Regions from separate parts of the Gadus morhua genome. Here region 2 is linked to region 1. Evidence: chromatin contacts called from public Hi-C data. All regions are on one chromosome and are shown on one strand. The core of a region is the stretch at or near the end of the contact, and the rest is flanking DNA. Distances in the headings are between cores, read along the strand shown.

Region 1 (7,413 bases), core at 4,761-7,260:
CCATCCATCACCCCCTATTTATACCCAAGTGGCAGATTGAGGGTCTTCCTTAACACAATGGTCACTCACAATCGTTATTTGTCTAGGGTTCTCGAGGGTCTTTCGTGTGTTGAGGTTGCCGATATAAAGACGATAAAACACGATAAAGCGCGGAAGATTAACGAATATAGCCGATGTGCCCAGGAAAATTCCCGAACGATTTGCGATGTCTTACGTTATACTCCCGTTCTATTCCCGATTATAGCCGATTAGCCCATAGCAACACCTGGTAACCGATTCTACCCCGATTGACCCAAAATTAACAAACATGTTCGTTCTTTGCCGATGTTGCCCGTTGTTGCCCGATCATTGAGCATTTCTTCCCGTTTCTTCCCGTTGTCTAACGATGTTCCCGGGAAGAGTAACGGTGTTTCCCGATGCAACCACGTTATTTGCCGATGTTATAACGATAGCTGCTGATTTAGCCATCGGGCACCATCGGGGCCCACTATCGGGTAGGTGTAAACAGGGCATAAAGTTGGAGCAGTTAGCCCATTTTTCTATCTATGACCATTTTGTTATTGTGTAAAAAAAAACATAGGACTATTATTAGTGGATACCAATACCCCCCACTACACATAAACCCAAATTGTGGTACTGCACCCAAAGGTGGCGCTATTTAATTTTTTTTAGGAACTAGCCTTATTTCTCCTTACTAGATTAACCTGGACTCAAAATTCTTTCATCATATTAATCTCTATAATCAGATGCATCTTTTTCACCCTTGTTTCCTGCTCTAAATTTTTTTACTTTTCCCACAATTTCATAGAAAAGCCAAACGTCCACAGTCTCAACCCATTTTGCCTGAACATTTTGTTATTGTATAACTACCATACGGCTATCATTAGGTGGATACCATTAACAGTGAAAAAGATCTGTACTATTTTAAGAAAGCCTAAGCCCAGTTCAGACCAAAGATTCGCCTCGCAACTCCTTGCGACGAGACTGGCTGCGACGTTCTAAAACTGGGCAGTTCACACTGGTGCACTGGGCGGCGAGGGTCAGGTGGTTTACCTAGCAACTGTGAACGCTCTGGCACAGCTGAGAGCCGCAACAGCATCAGCATCAGGCTAAAAAGAAAAAAAATAGCCTAAATTAGGTTTGCGATTAGGTTGCTTGAGCTAGCAACCCAATTTACCCTCCCGGTCCCTACACACATTGGCAGTTTATTGGGTTTCATTCTGAAGCCCAGTTCAAGATGAAGATTGAGAGTTCGAATCCTGATTAGAGCATTATGAACAAGCTTAACATGACATTCTGTCATTGCCACCCATTTAAGAAACACACATTGAACAGCACTTGAAATTCATCAGGCAATCAACATTCCGGCTCATTAGTTTCCAAGAATCGAACTGCCAAGACACAGTATGGCATTAAGGGGAACTTCTTCGTTAACCATTTTTCCTTCATAATTAACTAGTGTTCTTGACTACAAATGTTTAATTTCCCCAGAAGATTTTTCAGGTATATGCTTTGAAGAAAGCCCTTCATTCACTTGAGAAATGTGTGCATGGAGTTTTCTGGATATTGTGTGCTTATCAATAGACATTTTGACCATGTGAATGAGGCTGCAGTTCAGGTTTATAAGTGGAACATCTTTCCTTAAATAGGACAATTACAGGTGCTGGTCAAATTATTAGAATATCATGAAAAAGTTGATTTATTTCAGTAATTATATTCAGAACGTGAAACTTACATATTATATCAATTCATTACACACAGAGTGATATATTTGAAATGTTTATTTCTTTTAATTTGGATGATTAGTACTGACAATTACTGAAAATCCCAAATTCAGTATCTCAGAAAATTAGAATATTAGTTACGACTAGTACAAAAAATGATTTTTTAGAAATGTGGGCCAACTGAAAAGTATGAACATGGAAAGTTTCAGCATGTATGGCAATCAATACTTAGTTGCAGCTCCTTTTGCCTGAATTGCTGCAGCAATACGGCGTGGCATGGAGTCGACCAGTCTGTTGCACTCCTCAGGTGTTATGAGAGCCCAGGTTGCTTTAATAGTGGCCTTCAGCTCTTCAGCATTGTTGGGTCTGGCATCTCTCATCTTCCGCTTCACAATACCCCATAGGTTTTCTATGGGGTTAAGGTCAGGTGAGTTTGCAGGCCAATCAAGAAGAGGGATACCATGGTCCTTAAAACAGGTACTGGTAGATTTGGCCCTGTGTGCAGGTGCCAAGTCATGTTGGAAAATGAAATCGTCACCTCCATAAAGTTGGTCCGCGGCAGGCAGCATAAAGTGTTCTAAAACTTCCTGGTAGACTGCTGCATTGACCCTGGACCTCAGGAAACACAGTGGACCAACAGCAGCAGATGACATGGCACCCCAGACCATTACTGACTGTGGAAATTTTACACTGGACTTCAGGCAACGTGGATTCTGTGCCTCTCCTGTCTTCCTCCAGACTCTGGGACCTTGATTTCCAAAGGAGATACAAAATTTACTTTCATCTGAAAACATAACTTTGGACCACTCAGCAGCAGTCCAGTCCTTTTTGTCTTGAGCCCAGGCGCGACGCTTTTGACGTTGTCTCTTATTCAAGAGTGGCTTTACACGAGGAATGCGACAGCTGAAGCCCATATCTTGCATACGTCGGTGTGTGGTGCTTCTTGAAGCACTGACTCCAGCTACAGTCCACTCTTTGTGGATCTCCCCCACATTTTTGAATCGGTTTTGTTTGACAATCCTCTCCAGGGCGCGTTTATCCGTCTTGCTTGTACACTCTTTTCTACCACATCTTTTTCTTCCCTTCGCCTCTCTATTAATGTGCTTGGACACAGAGCTCTGGGAACATCCAACCTCTTTGGCAATGACCTTTTGTGTCTTGCCCTCCTTCTTTAAAGTATCAATGGTCATCTTTTGGACAGTTGTCAAGTCAGCAGTCTTCCCCATGATTGTGTGTCATACAGAATCAAAACGAGAGACCATTTAAAGGCTTTTCCAGGTGTTTTGAGTTAGTTAGCTAATTAGAGTGTGGCACCAGGTGTCTTCAATATCTGACCTTTTCACCATATTCTAATTTTCTGAGATGTTGAATTTAGGGTTTTCATTGGTTGTCAGCTATAATCATATTCTTTTTGGCAAAAAACACTTATAATGTATCAGTCTGTTTGGAATGAATGTATACATTCTACAGGTTTGACTTTCTAAATGGAATTAATGAAATAAATCAACTTTTTCATGATATTCTAATAATATGACCAGCACCTGTATATGTTATATTTATATATCTTCCATTATTGTGTTCTTGACTTTTAATTTTGCTTGGACCCCGTTAATCACCGGTTATATTTATTATTACTTTTGATGAGAAACAAGACATCGTTTTCAAAATTACGATGACTTCTTTTCATTTCCAATGACCTTAGCGCAATGAAAACGTGCGTTCATGCGTTGGTTACGGCAGTATAGCTCATATGTCAATAGATGGCAGCAGAGGTAATGATTGTGTCGATTGTGTAACAGCTTGTTGCATGGTGGGATGCATGAGGTCATCCCTCTGCACCATTCAGCCTGTGCTTCCTGTACTGGCCCTGCCCAGTCCAGCCAGTCTTTATTATTCAGAACCTTAACTGGTATTGTCCACTCTATCCGATCCAGGTCTGCCCATGTCACTGTTCAAGGTTTCCTGGATTATTATTAATGTTTTCTGTTTGGTGTCAGTATAAACATGTCCTTGCATTCTACAGAGGCATGCATTGACCATGTTTGCCTCTCAAATGCTTAACGGTTAAAATTCAATCCGTGACATAAATCTGAGTTGTAATATAATGGCAAAGTCCAGTAGCAATGCTGAGACATAATGCTTCATCACCGATACGTTGTGAGGATGGTTGATTGCCCAGAGGCCAATGCCTGAGTGTGTGCTAGTTGGTTTAGATTGGAGGTTAGCTTGGAGTATCGCTCAGAGTTTAGGTTGGAGTTTAGCTTGCTCAGCACCCCCCCCCCTCCCTCTCCTGTCTACTCACAGGGTGTTGGGGGGGGGGGGGGGGGGGGGGGAGTAATCCAATCAGAGCATTATGCTGCTTGGACGGAGAAAACATAAAAATAAGGAAAACACAACACAAACAGCGAAGCCTCCCTCCCTCCCCCTCCCTCCGCTAGCTCTATGGATGTATATGTATTTTTGGGTCAGCTCGCTCCATACTTTTTATGCTTTGTTTTACACTATAACTTTCTGTTATAAAATCTGTTTGTATAGCACACACACACACACACACACACGCAACCAAAAGGACCCTTCCAGCAGACCACGTCAGTGCAGTTTGGTAACATAGGTGAGTGTGTAGTTGGCTGCTGTTGTGGGTTCCCTGGCCGGTCCCAAAGCAGTTATTCCTTCATTCTCCCCAGCTGCGGCTGACAGCCTCAGAGGGGACAGCAAGGAAGAAGAAGAAGAGAGCCAAGTGTACAATTCTCTGTGTTCTACAATTTATTGTAGAAGGTTCATTGTGTTTTGAAGTGAACTCCGATATCAGAAATGAGAATGCTACCAAAGAAGACATAGGGACATAAGCACTACAGTTGGTATTCACACAATTCTAGGGTATGGCCTACATTGGTGTGTGTGTGTGTGTGTGTGTGTGTGTGTGTGTGTGTGTGTGTGTGTGTGTGTGTGTGTGTGTGTGTGTGTGTGTGTGTGTGTGTGTGTGTGTGTGTGTGTGTGTGTGTGTGTGTGTGTGTGTGTGTGTGAAGCATCTCCACAGCCATATGTGAGGTGCTGTAGGATTTCACAATAAAGACAACCTTTGAAATATAAAAATTAGCTTCAACACACACACACTCCCGCCGGCATGCACCCAGTGAACAGTTAATATGGCTCTCTGCAGGCGCTAAACTGCTGCATCAGGTATTCTCTTTGGTGCGCAGGGAACAAAGAAAGAGTCCGTTTGTGTGTGTGTGTGTGTGTGTGCACGTGGGTCTGTGTGTGTGTGCGTGTGCCAACCAACCTCCAGAAGTGCTATGATTTATCATTTGGATATCATTCTTTCCACTTGTGTAGGTCCTATACTACATATTTTTTGTTGTTTAATATTTAACCCTGACAACCATTGTGTGAAGACACTGACTGAGTATAACATAGGGTGTAGCCTATACCTGTCTAAGAATGTTAAACAGAACTGTGTTTGTTCAGGTATGATCATCAGATTAAATGTGTTATGTTTACGTTGAGCTCCGACTCATTGACTGATCATTGCACACAGGCGAGCCGAATGGCATTCCTGCACAAAGAGAACCTGCAGAATACGAGCCTGTTGTGATGAAGAGAGGAGAGGGAGGGGTTGGGGGAAGGGCTTTGCAGAGCAGCACCACTTACAGCAGGGAGAAAGGTATAGGATTTCTTCTTGCCTTAATCTTTGGCTAATAAATGGGTTGACGTCATCTTCGATGAGTTGGAACTGGTTTCAAAAGGGGGCGTGTCACGTGTGCCCTGACAGCCGTGATTGACAGTCGCTCCCTCAACGGTTAAAGGCGCCGTACGCAGTTCCACACCGGGGCAACAGGCGGAGGGTCTGCGTCAATATCAAAATACACTAAACTAAACCATTAAAATCCTTCTTAAACCGGTGGGCTTTAAATGCTAATTTTATTATGGGTCCGCATAGCAAAAGAGGTCGACTACATGTCTATGCTAATTTTGAACTATGGATCACCATAATAATAATAATAATTATTGGTCATAATGGTCATAAATAAGTCAACACGTGTCATCCAATAAGAACACATGTTAATAAATGTCAAATAGGCTACCGAAGTTATTTGGTAAAGAGAAATCGAGTTTATAGGCTATATTATTGATAAATACATTTTTATAAATTATTTAATAGGGCTTTTTTCACTATCAGTACAGGATTTTGAGTGTGAACATGTCCGGACGTGCCCCGTCCCCGGTCCATACAGTGGCTAGTCTCGGCATGCTGCCTTCTCCCCTCTCCTGGAGCGTGTCTCTTTAAAAGGCGATCCTCTACGGGCTCCAGGGGGCTGGCTCTCACCGACTCGTGTTTGGTATGTGTGTGTGTGTGTGTGTGCGCGCGTGTATCTGTGTGTGCAGCATTGAGAGAAGCAGAGCAAGCGAGGTACAGTAACCCAGATCGAGGTGGCGTTCTTATTCCATATCTACAGTGATAGTTGTCCTCATTAGCTTGAATTGTCCCCTTTTGTAGTTTTGTTAGTGAAGTCAAAGAGTGTAAGTCGAAAAGATGTCCACTGGAAGTGCGGGAGTGTGAATGTCGCCTGTACGGGATCTGGTCTTTGGTTTTAGTCGCGGTTCAGGACCAAGTGGCTGCTGGACGACGGCTGCAGGGTTTCCCCACAGACTGTGATGACGGCTGAGCCCCTACTCCGTGACCCTTGATATCGAGTGGGTGTAGTGCACCGTTTGGTTACCTTGTAGTACACTGTGTGGTTACCTTTTTTTTTTTGGGGGGGGGGGGGTTCAACGCATTGTTATAGACGATTGGACTGCATAATGTGTTACATTAGACAGGAGGGGGTTGTTTGTTTTGTATTTATTTTGTTAATAGTTGTAGCCTTAGCCTGCCGTTTGAATATATAGGCCTAACCTCCATTTTAGACATAAACATGGCTAAAGGGGTTAGGATTGAACCTGATGTAGGATCTGTAATTGTAAGCTTATGTGTTAGTGTTGCTGTTTGTGTGTTGTCTTAGTGTTGCTGGTTGTGTGTCCTCCTCAGGGTTAAAGAAACTGTCACGAGCCTCCTGGAGGCTTCAATAGCAACAAAGAACGGGCACGCGCATTCATGGAATGCGACTTTGACAGCACTTCGTCTTTCCCAAACTAAAGTTCATCTACTGCGATCGGGGATACGTGTTTTTTTTCTTCCGCTGGCCGAGATGGCGGAGGTTTTGGATCTCGACCTTCTCAGCGACTCGGACGTGGCAATTGACCCTGACTTTGAGCCACAAAAGCGGCCACGGTCGTGCACCTGGCCGCTGCCCCGTCCAGAGTCAAACGCCGCGAAACCAGAGAGTAATGACACAGATATCATACCAGAGGAAGAGGATGACGAAGAGGACCATACCACCACGGCCGCTATCGACATCCACGGCTCGAACGGGGCCGCGGAGGACCATAGCAGCAGCAGCCCCGGGGCCGACGGGCTGCTCTCTTCCCTCGGCCAGGAGAGCGGAGGATCCCCGCTCTCCTCCGACTCGCCGTCGGCCACGACAGGCGCTCCGGCCGCTGACGGCCTCGGCGCGCAGCAGACCCCGAGGAAGTCGTCGTCACGGCGAAACGCGTGGGGAAACCTCTCCTACGCCGACCTGATCACAAAGGCCATCGAGAGCACGCCGGACAAGAGGCTGACGTTGTCGCAGATTTACGACTGGATGGTGAG
Region 2 (7,558 bases), core at 420-2,919, 150 kb after region 1:
AGTGAGTGAGTGAGTGAGTGAGTGAGTGAGTGAGTGAGAGAGAGAGAGAGTGTGAGAGAGAGAGAGACAGAGAGATGGGTTTACTTTGTTGATAGGGAGGTGCTTCCGTGTGCATCTGTGGGACCAAACACAATGTGCTGCTACACTGTGGTCATGAATTTAAACCTTTAGCAGCAGAACTCTGAGGCTCTAATGACGTGTGTGTGTGTGTGTGTGTGTGTGTGTGTGTGTGTGTGTGTGTGTGTGTGTGTGTGTGTGTGTGTGTGTGTGTGTGTGAACCAATGTACTTTAAACCACATAACATCAGCATGACAAAGGTAACATTATGTTACAATGGTACGAGTGTAGAATGATTAATTTACATTCTGACGTACACACATAATACATAGTGTCGTATAATCTGGTAAATTGACATTTGAAGAGTTCATTTCCGAAATTGTGAGCGTATGTCTGCAAGGGTGGGACCTAGTACATTTACATTGAAGGAATTTTGCTGACTCTTTAATCCAAAGCGACTTACAACCATTCATACACACATCGACAAACCGACGGCGGAGTCGACCACGCAGGGCGACAGACAGCTTGTTAGAAGCAGTCAGGGTGAGGTGTCTTGCTCAGGGACAACTAGGAGGAGGAGCCGGGGATCAAACTAGCAACCTTCCGGTTACCAACCAACCCACTCTCCCTCCTGAGCTACTGCCACCCCTCATAAGCCGTTCATTTTGTGAAATAAATAATGTCTAGGAAGGGTTTGGATCACAGGTCCCAGATTGACCAACTGGGACTCAAGAGGTGCCGTCTTTACTTCTCACTGGCGGGATATAGCACCTTACCTGGACGGTCTGCAGGAGCCAACCACATCTCTCTCGGATGTCCTGGAAGGGGCAGCGCTTGGACAGCATGAGGAGGTGGGCCAGGATGCCGTTGAGGACTCTGCAGGGTGGCCCCGGTGAGGCAGGGGACCGGGGTTGGGATGCTGGAGCGTGCCCGATGGCCTCCACAATCCTCATCAGCTCCTGCTGGATGGTCTCCATGGCGGAGTCCCGGGAGCCCGCGTCACGGCTGCTGAGCCCGTCCCAACGGCCTAGTGCGTCCTGGTCCACGACATCCATGTCCGAGGGCTCTGATGCTTTGTGTGTGCGTTTCTTTCAGCAGGAGACTGAAACAAAAACAACAAAGCTTACATCAATGGTTTAATTTACAAAACGGTTACTGCTCACTGAGGCTGTGCATATAAAAATAATACATAAAATGTGCTCGACTGTCAAAGCATTATGAACAACACGTACAAAAACCAGAGCATGTTCACTGTAGAGTAGACCTAAAGCCAGTTTGCGGTTTCACAAGCTCATTCTATTGAAATGAAGACACGTTCCTTACCAACATGCATTGACAGAAGATAACGGTTAGGTGAACAGCCAAAATCATTCACCAAAGTGTGACAAACAGTCCATTCAATCTTTCCCTGTCTGCTTCTTTTTATTTTATTGTGATGAAGACATTGTTGTACCAATGCTCATAACACAATGATAGCAGATAACTATATCGTTTCAGCTAGAGTGCACCAAGTGCCATCACCCATTACTTACTTTATTCACATTATTTGGAGCTGGTCTCCGTTCCAGCGACTTCTTCCTTCGGATCTGACCGCTCGTCCCAGTGTGAAAAAAAAGAGAGGAGGCTGCAACTTGATTGACGTCTGAAGGGTCCAACCACCAGACTTGCCAAACGTGACAGGGTTGTTCTGTGCGAACGTCGACCAAAAGCTATTTAGTGGGCGTATCCACTGCTGCAACCCTCCGCAACGCTTATTCATGGGAATTTGATTCCCTCGCACATCGCTCTGCATTCGTCGGCTACGGATGAGAAACCTCGTGGACTACATCTCCCGGCATGCTCTGCATCGCCCTTCACTTGTTTACCCCGCTCGGAACCAGAGGAGAAATGACCGACGGCAGACAGAGAGACGGCCGATCCATAAGAACTGACACAAAATAAAAATAAATAAATAATAATGTAATAATAATAATAATAATAATAATAATAATAATAATAATAATAATAATCATAATAGTAAACATTTGTTTGAAATATACATATTTGTAGATACGTTGTATGTGTTTATTTCAGAATAAACCCCATTCTGTTCTTTAGATTGGGCTGAATTTAAAGAAAAATATTATGAAAAAAATATCATTAATAAACATTAATTCAAAATGTACTTTGCAAGGCTAAAATATAAAATACTACTGATGGAAAGACGCTTTGTTTTGGTCTAAAGATGCGCTGATTGATCAATATGTGGCCAATGATGTGAGGGTGACACACGTGTCGAATTAATAGGCGTGTTTAAAGGCGCGTTCATGGTCTTGGTGAAACGAGACGACTCGCCGGTGATAACGCAAACGCTTACGCGTGTTCCCGCATTGACCTTTCGTGTGCACTGAGTTGGGAATCTAAAAGTTCTTCACAGCAGGTTTAAAAAAGAAAAAAAAAAAATCTGAACTAAACAAAACTTAGTATGATCACTACATGTTCGAACGTCTTTATTTCATTGTAGCCTATCACCTACTATCCTTTTGCTTTTATTTATGAGAAGCACATTGTATTGCCACTGTATGGAAGGCTATACACTTGCCCTTATCTACGTTCAAAACTGAGCAAAGTCAATGCCAACAGACGGTTACAACGTCAATCAATAGTAAAGTATGTGATATGATGGTTGATTCTTTTATATTGAGTAAAACGTTCATGTTCCGCCCTGTTCAGGCGCGTCACTAGTAAACCAAACATCACCAACTGGGCAACTCTGTTATCAGTTGCTGAACCGAAGTGGAATGATAAGAGCGTCATGAGGTGTCGTTAACGAGAACTCTCCGACGTCGCGGAAATGTTTTCCCCATAATTCCAGGCGATGTGAACGCGCCATAACTATTAAATATGTTTCAAATAAATGTGGACTTAAGACACTCCCCTCAACATATCAAAACGTTGCCCTGGTTGGTTGGTCGGAATTGCCACGTGGAATTATCCATGTGAGAAATGTCATAACTCTTTTAAAAGAGGCGTGCCAGCTCCCAAACTATGCTTGTTCTTGACGGCGGCTTTTCGTGTTGTCCTGCTTACTACAGTGAGGATTTCAGTACGCCCTAACAATGAATCCCCCGGCCCTCCCTTGTCCGTTCAATTTGGGAACATGTGTGGTTTAATTTAGCTTGTTTTGTATAAGTTAATCAATTAGGCCTAATTAAGGGCGCTGTCACCCCAAATTTGTACCTGGTGCCAAATTTGTACAGGGTACGTGATCAGTTGTCCGTTGCCAGGCAACCGACAACAGAATACGTAAGTTAAATGTTAAGCATTTTATTTATTTTTTTAATACTCGGGGGGCCAGCGGGCTGGCCAACCTCTGCCAGGGGGGGCAACGGCCCCCCCTGACCCCCACATGGCTACGCCCCTGGTCAGAGCTATTTTGTGACGCTCTCAAATGCTAACAGCGAGGGTACCGTTCAGTTGCATGCAACCCGGCCAACCACAGACAGAGTAGGGCCATCAGCATGGCCATGATAGGATTCGTAAATTCACGAACGGGAACGCTGTTGTTATGGAACAGGATGAGGGGACCCAAACGCTTGACACAGGGAGGCAGAGACGGAGTGAAAGGAAGTAGGGTTTATTGGGACAAGGAGTAAACGACAAGCCGGGGCTAGGCAAGCAGTAGTCAGGCAGTCGAGGGTTCGGTGGCAGGCAGGCAGGCAGGCAGGCAGGCAGGCAGGCAGGCAGGCAGGCAGGCAGGCAGGCAGGCAGGCAGGCAGGCAGGCAGGCAGGCAGGCAGGCAGGCAGGCAGGCAGGCAGGCAGGCAGGCAGGCAGGCAGGCAGGCAGGCAGGCAGGCAGGCAGGCAGGCAGGCAGGCAGGCAGGCAGGCAGGCAGGCAGGCAGGCAGGCAGGCAGGCAGGCAGGCAGGCAGGCAGGCAGGCAGGCAGGCAGGCAGGGGTTCGGCGACAGGCGGGTAGTAAGGCAGGCAGGGGTTCGGCTAGTGATGGCACTGAAGCTTCGATACGTGCTTCAAACCCTGATCTACAACTCCCAAGAAGCACTGCTTCGAAGCTTGCTTCAGGGCAAAAAAAATCATGTGACGTATGAAGCAGCAACTGGTTCGTTGCCTGAATGAATCACTTCACTGGTCCGCGGCTCGGTGGAGAAGCTTTGAGCAAAAAAAAGAAACCGACTCAATCCATAAGGCAGCCTACCTCAATACAAATTTTTGAGTGTCTAACCCCATCCCACATAATCACCCCCTAGAGTTACTCAAGCACACCCAACCAACCTTGCCCGAAGCCAGCTGGTCACCGCCTAATTATTTAATGAAAAAACAAAACACAATCGATGCTACAATCGTTTACGGGAGTTGTGCATACTACAGTATGTATGTAATGGAACAACGTCACGTATTGATTATAGTAGACTAGGGGATAACACACTGACTGCGGAGTGGAGGATCCGGGTTCGATTCTCGGGGGGAAGGTTTTTATATGCTGTTTCAATTATATCCTACATCAGTTAGCCTATCTGGACAGAAGGCTAGGCATATCCCTTTAAGAACAATTTAGACATCTGTATTTAGATCATGCTATTAAGCATTTGGGTTTGTGTGTTTGTGCGTCAAATAGTTTTCAAAGCAGGGATACGTTGAATCCACTGCAGCCTCGAACTTCGCCAGCAGAGGTCACTGTCACTGAAGCTTCGAGTAATGAACCCATTTTCGAAACATTGGCTCAACTGGTTCAATGCTTCATAAAAGCTTCATTTGCCCATCACTAGGTTCGGCTACAGGTAGGCAGAGGACGGACTGAGAACTAGAGGAGAGGGAACAGGGTTACGAGGGGAGCAGGGAAAATGAGCAGATCTTTGCAAAGTGCTGGTAGGACCGATACGAACTGAGAGTTGTAAATTACGAACTGGCACCGGCTGGATGGAGATCCCCGGCTGAAGTTGGGAGTTGAGATTGTAGATAGATGGCAGGTGTGTCGGGAGAACGAGGGCCAGTGGCGTCAAGCGGCCACTAGATGGAGATGTTGGACCGTGTAGCAGGAGGCGGCGTAACAGCTATAAGTGCTCCGAGACCGTAAATGAGAGCGTCATCGCTGAACTCGGTATACTCTCAGAATTCCGAGTAGGCCTGACCAAAAGGTGGCGTGCCTCCGTCAAATGCCGCAAGAAAGCTGGGAGATTTCCCCACTTGCAACTGGGAAGGCTGGTGTCCGAGGCAGCAGGATCACAGCATAAGGTCCGAACCTCCGAAATTCTCGGAAACTCCGAGCGTTTTGAAGGCGGCATAAGTGTTTCTGACTAGTTCCGGCGGATCTTTTCAAGTCTCGTGCATGCATTATGGACCTATTAAAGAAGGCCATGGAACTATTAAAGAAGAGGCAAAAGCAGGCGATCTGAAATGCAGCCAATCCACCTGACCTGCTTCAAGTGCAAGAGGCCTTGAATTTATCAACGTATAATATACAATATAAACAATAGCCTATAGCTTCATGATTAATTCATGAAATACATTATTGTTTGTGATTTCAATGATTGTGGATGTTGAAGTTCGAGGGGATGATTGAGATCACATTAAATAAGTATTGCTCATCTTTTAAATAGCTTTCTTTATTTTCAAATTGTACTGTATTATTGCTAGGTATTGAAATGTTGCTGGTTGTTATACCGACTTATACATCTATTGTACACTTGTATTTCTGTTTTTGTTTATATGTTGTAATCAGGTCGTCATTGAAAAGACAATAGCCTTCCCTGAATAAATAAAGTTGAAATAAAAAATAAAACAATGATAAACTGATATGTGGTTTATCATTAATTTATTGTTTATTATATGATTAACAGCCTGCCTTCCAGGGAGGATTGGGTCGAAGTGCGCATGCGGAACCACAGATGGCGAAAGAGGAGGGAAGTTTAAACAGTCCGCACAGCGTAGACTGCTTCCTGCACACAATTGTTCAAACTGCTCCTCAGAGTCAACAATCATCCTCTCGTAGTGAAAACGAAACGTAGTGATAAGACCATAGATCATTATAATTGCGTAAACCTACCAAGGCGAGGCTGTACACAATGGACACTTCCTATGATCGGGTAGGCTTGCAGTTGCACCCAAACAAAGATCAAACCCAATGTTTTGTGTAACGAACTGATCATTCTCCGGATAATTAAACAAACCTAATCATAGATTTTTGAGGAAACCTGACTGGTTACAACGCTACTGCGTATGTCGATGTTGGAATGTTGTGCGTTCCTAACAACACTGCTGTGCGTTTTTTTTTAAAACGATGCAACCGCACACCCGGTAATAAAATTTATTAATAAATGTATCTAGTACTGTGTAATCTAACTCTAGTCTGCTTCTACTTTCAGAGTTCAGATTCGCCCTCAAAGAACAGTTACATCGGGAGTTATTATCAGCCTCCTGATAGGATACTGCCCAGACCTGAACCCCCTTTGAGCATGAACACACCGGGCCTCTCTCCTGGGCTCTCTCGGACTACTGACGCTGTTAGTAGTAAAGGTGTCGAAACAGATGTTTTGCTTTGTTGCATTTATTCTCCCATGATGCATATGATAATACAGTGATAGCAAATCCCCTAGTGACGTACTTACCCCGCTGGTTTGTTCTTGTGGGCCAGCTGTCATTGACGCACTGAAAACGCTTCAGGAGAAGATCAGGCGGCTTGAGTTGGAGAGGAAGAGAGCTGAGAAGAACATCCAGCCTTCCTCCCTGGCGGCGTGTAGCGTCGAGCCCAACGCCACCTCCTCGAAGGGCCCTACTCGGATACCACACACCGCGGCCCCCAAAAACATCAACAAGACCGGTAATTGCTGAGCACTTTGGAAGGATGCTCAATCTCAAATGTTTAATATGAGTTCAGAACGAAAACGTAACTGTGTGTGCGTGTGTTTTAGAGCTAGTCTCACAACTGCAGGCTGCAGAAGCCCGCTGTAGGGGCCTTGAGAAGCAGCTGGACTACATGAGATGGATGATGGAGAAAGCCCAGCAGGACAAGAACACCCTGGCAGAGAAACAGGTGGAAACCAAGCTGGCTTTCCCCCTTGGCCCGCTATTGGCTGGTTTAACACAATGACAACAGTGAAGCGACGGCAAGCAGCCAATCGCGTGCAGAGTCAGTTGAACTAGGGCCGTTGATCACGCCTCTTGTGCTGAAGAAAATGATGGCATCTTTCCCAGACCTACGTGCAATCTACGATTGGCTTGGTCTGGTAATAGCCAGGCTACTGGACTGTAGCATTTGATCCACAGCGGAGCACACCAGGAATTCTTCCCATTAAAAGTCAAATTTTAACAGCTTAGGAGAGCCAAATGTCAAGCTTTCCCCTAAATGAAAACAAAGTGTAAACTGTTGTATCCAACTGTTAGAGTGTTTAACGCTCTCCTCTGTCAGGCTTCCCTTCAAAGGCAGACGGTGACAGACTGTACAAGCCTCCAGAACCAGCAAGAGAAGCTGGAGAAGCTAGAGAAGGAATGCATCAAACTCAGCCA

The links. Hi-C and Micro-C count contacts between places; a contact is called where the count stands out from the background.
Region 2: a contact with region 1 is called in a Hi-C map of spleen, with 4 times the contacts expected there. The contact joins the promoter of sesn1 here to the promoter of foxo3b in region 1. A contact is called at or near these places in 3 of 6 Hi-C or Micro-C datasets (gill, heart and spleen).

The regions. Positions count from the first base shown.
Region 1 is chr21:19,461,197-19,468,609 of gadMor3.0, forward strand. It overlaps foxo3b (forkhead box O3b), which reads left to right and starts at 6,011. Exons shown (of 4, transcript XM_030344714.1): 1 at 6,011-6,132; 2 at 6,318-6,416; 3 at 6,751-7,413. The coding sequence starts at 6,911.
Region 2 is chr21:19,616,663-19,624,220 of gadMor3.0, forward strand. sesn1 (sestrin 1) reads right to left here and starts at 1,670. Exons shown (of 10, transcript XM_030344831.1): 1 at 1,590-1,670; 2 at 834-1,159. The coding sequence starts at 1,112. cep57l1 (centrosomal protein 57, like 1) reads left to right here and starts at 5,932. Exons shown (of 12, transcript XM_030344407.1): 1 at 5,932-6,138; 2 at 6,418-6,568; 3 at 6,687-6,872; 4 at 6,964-7,085; 5 at 7,461-7,558. The coding sequence starts at 6,118.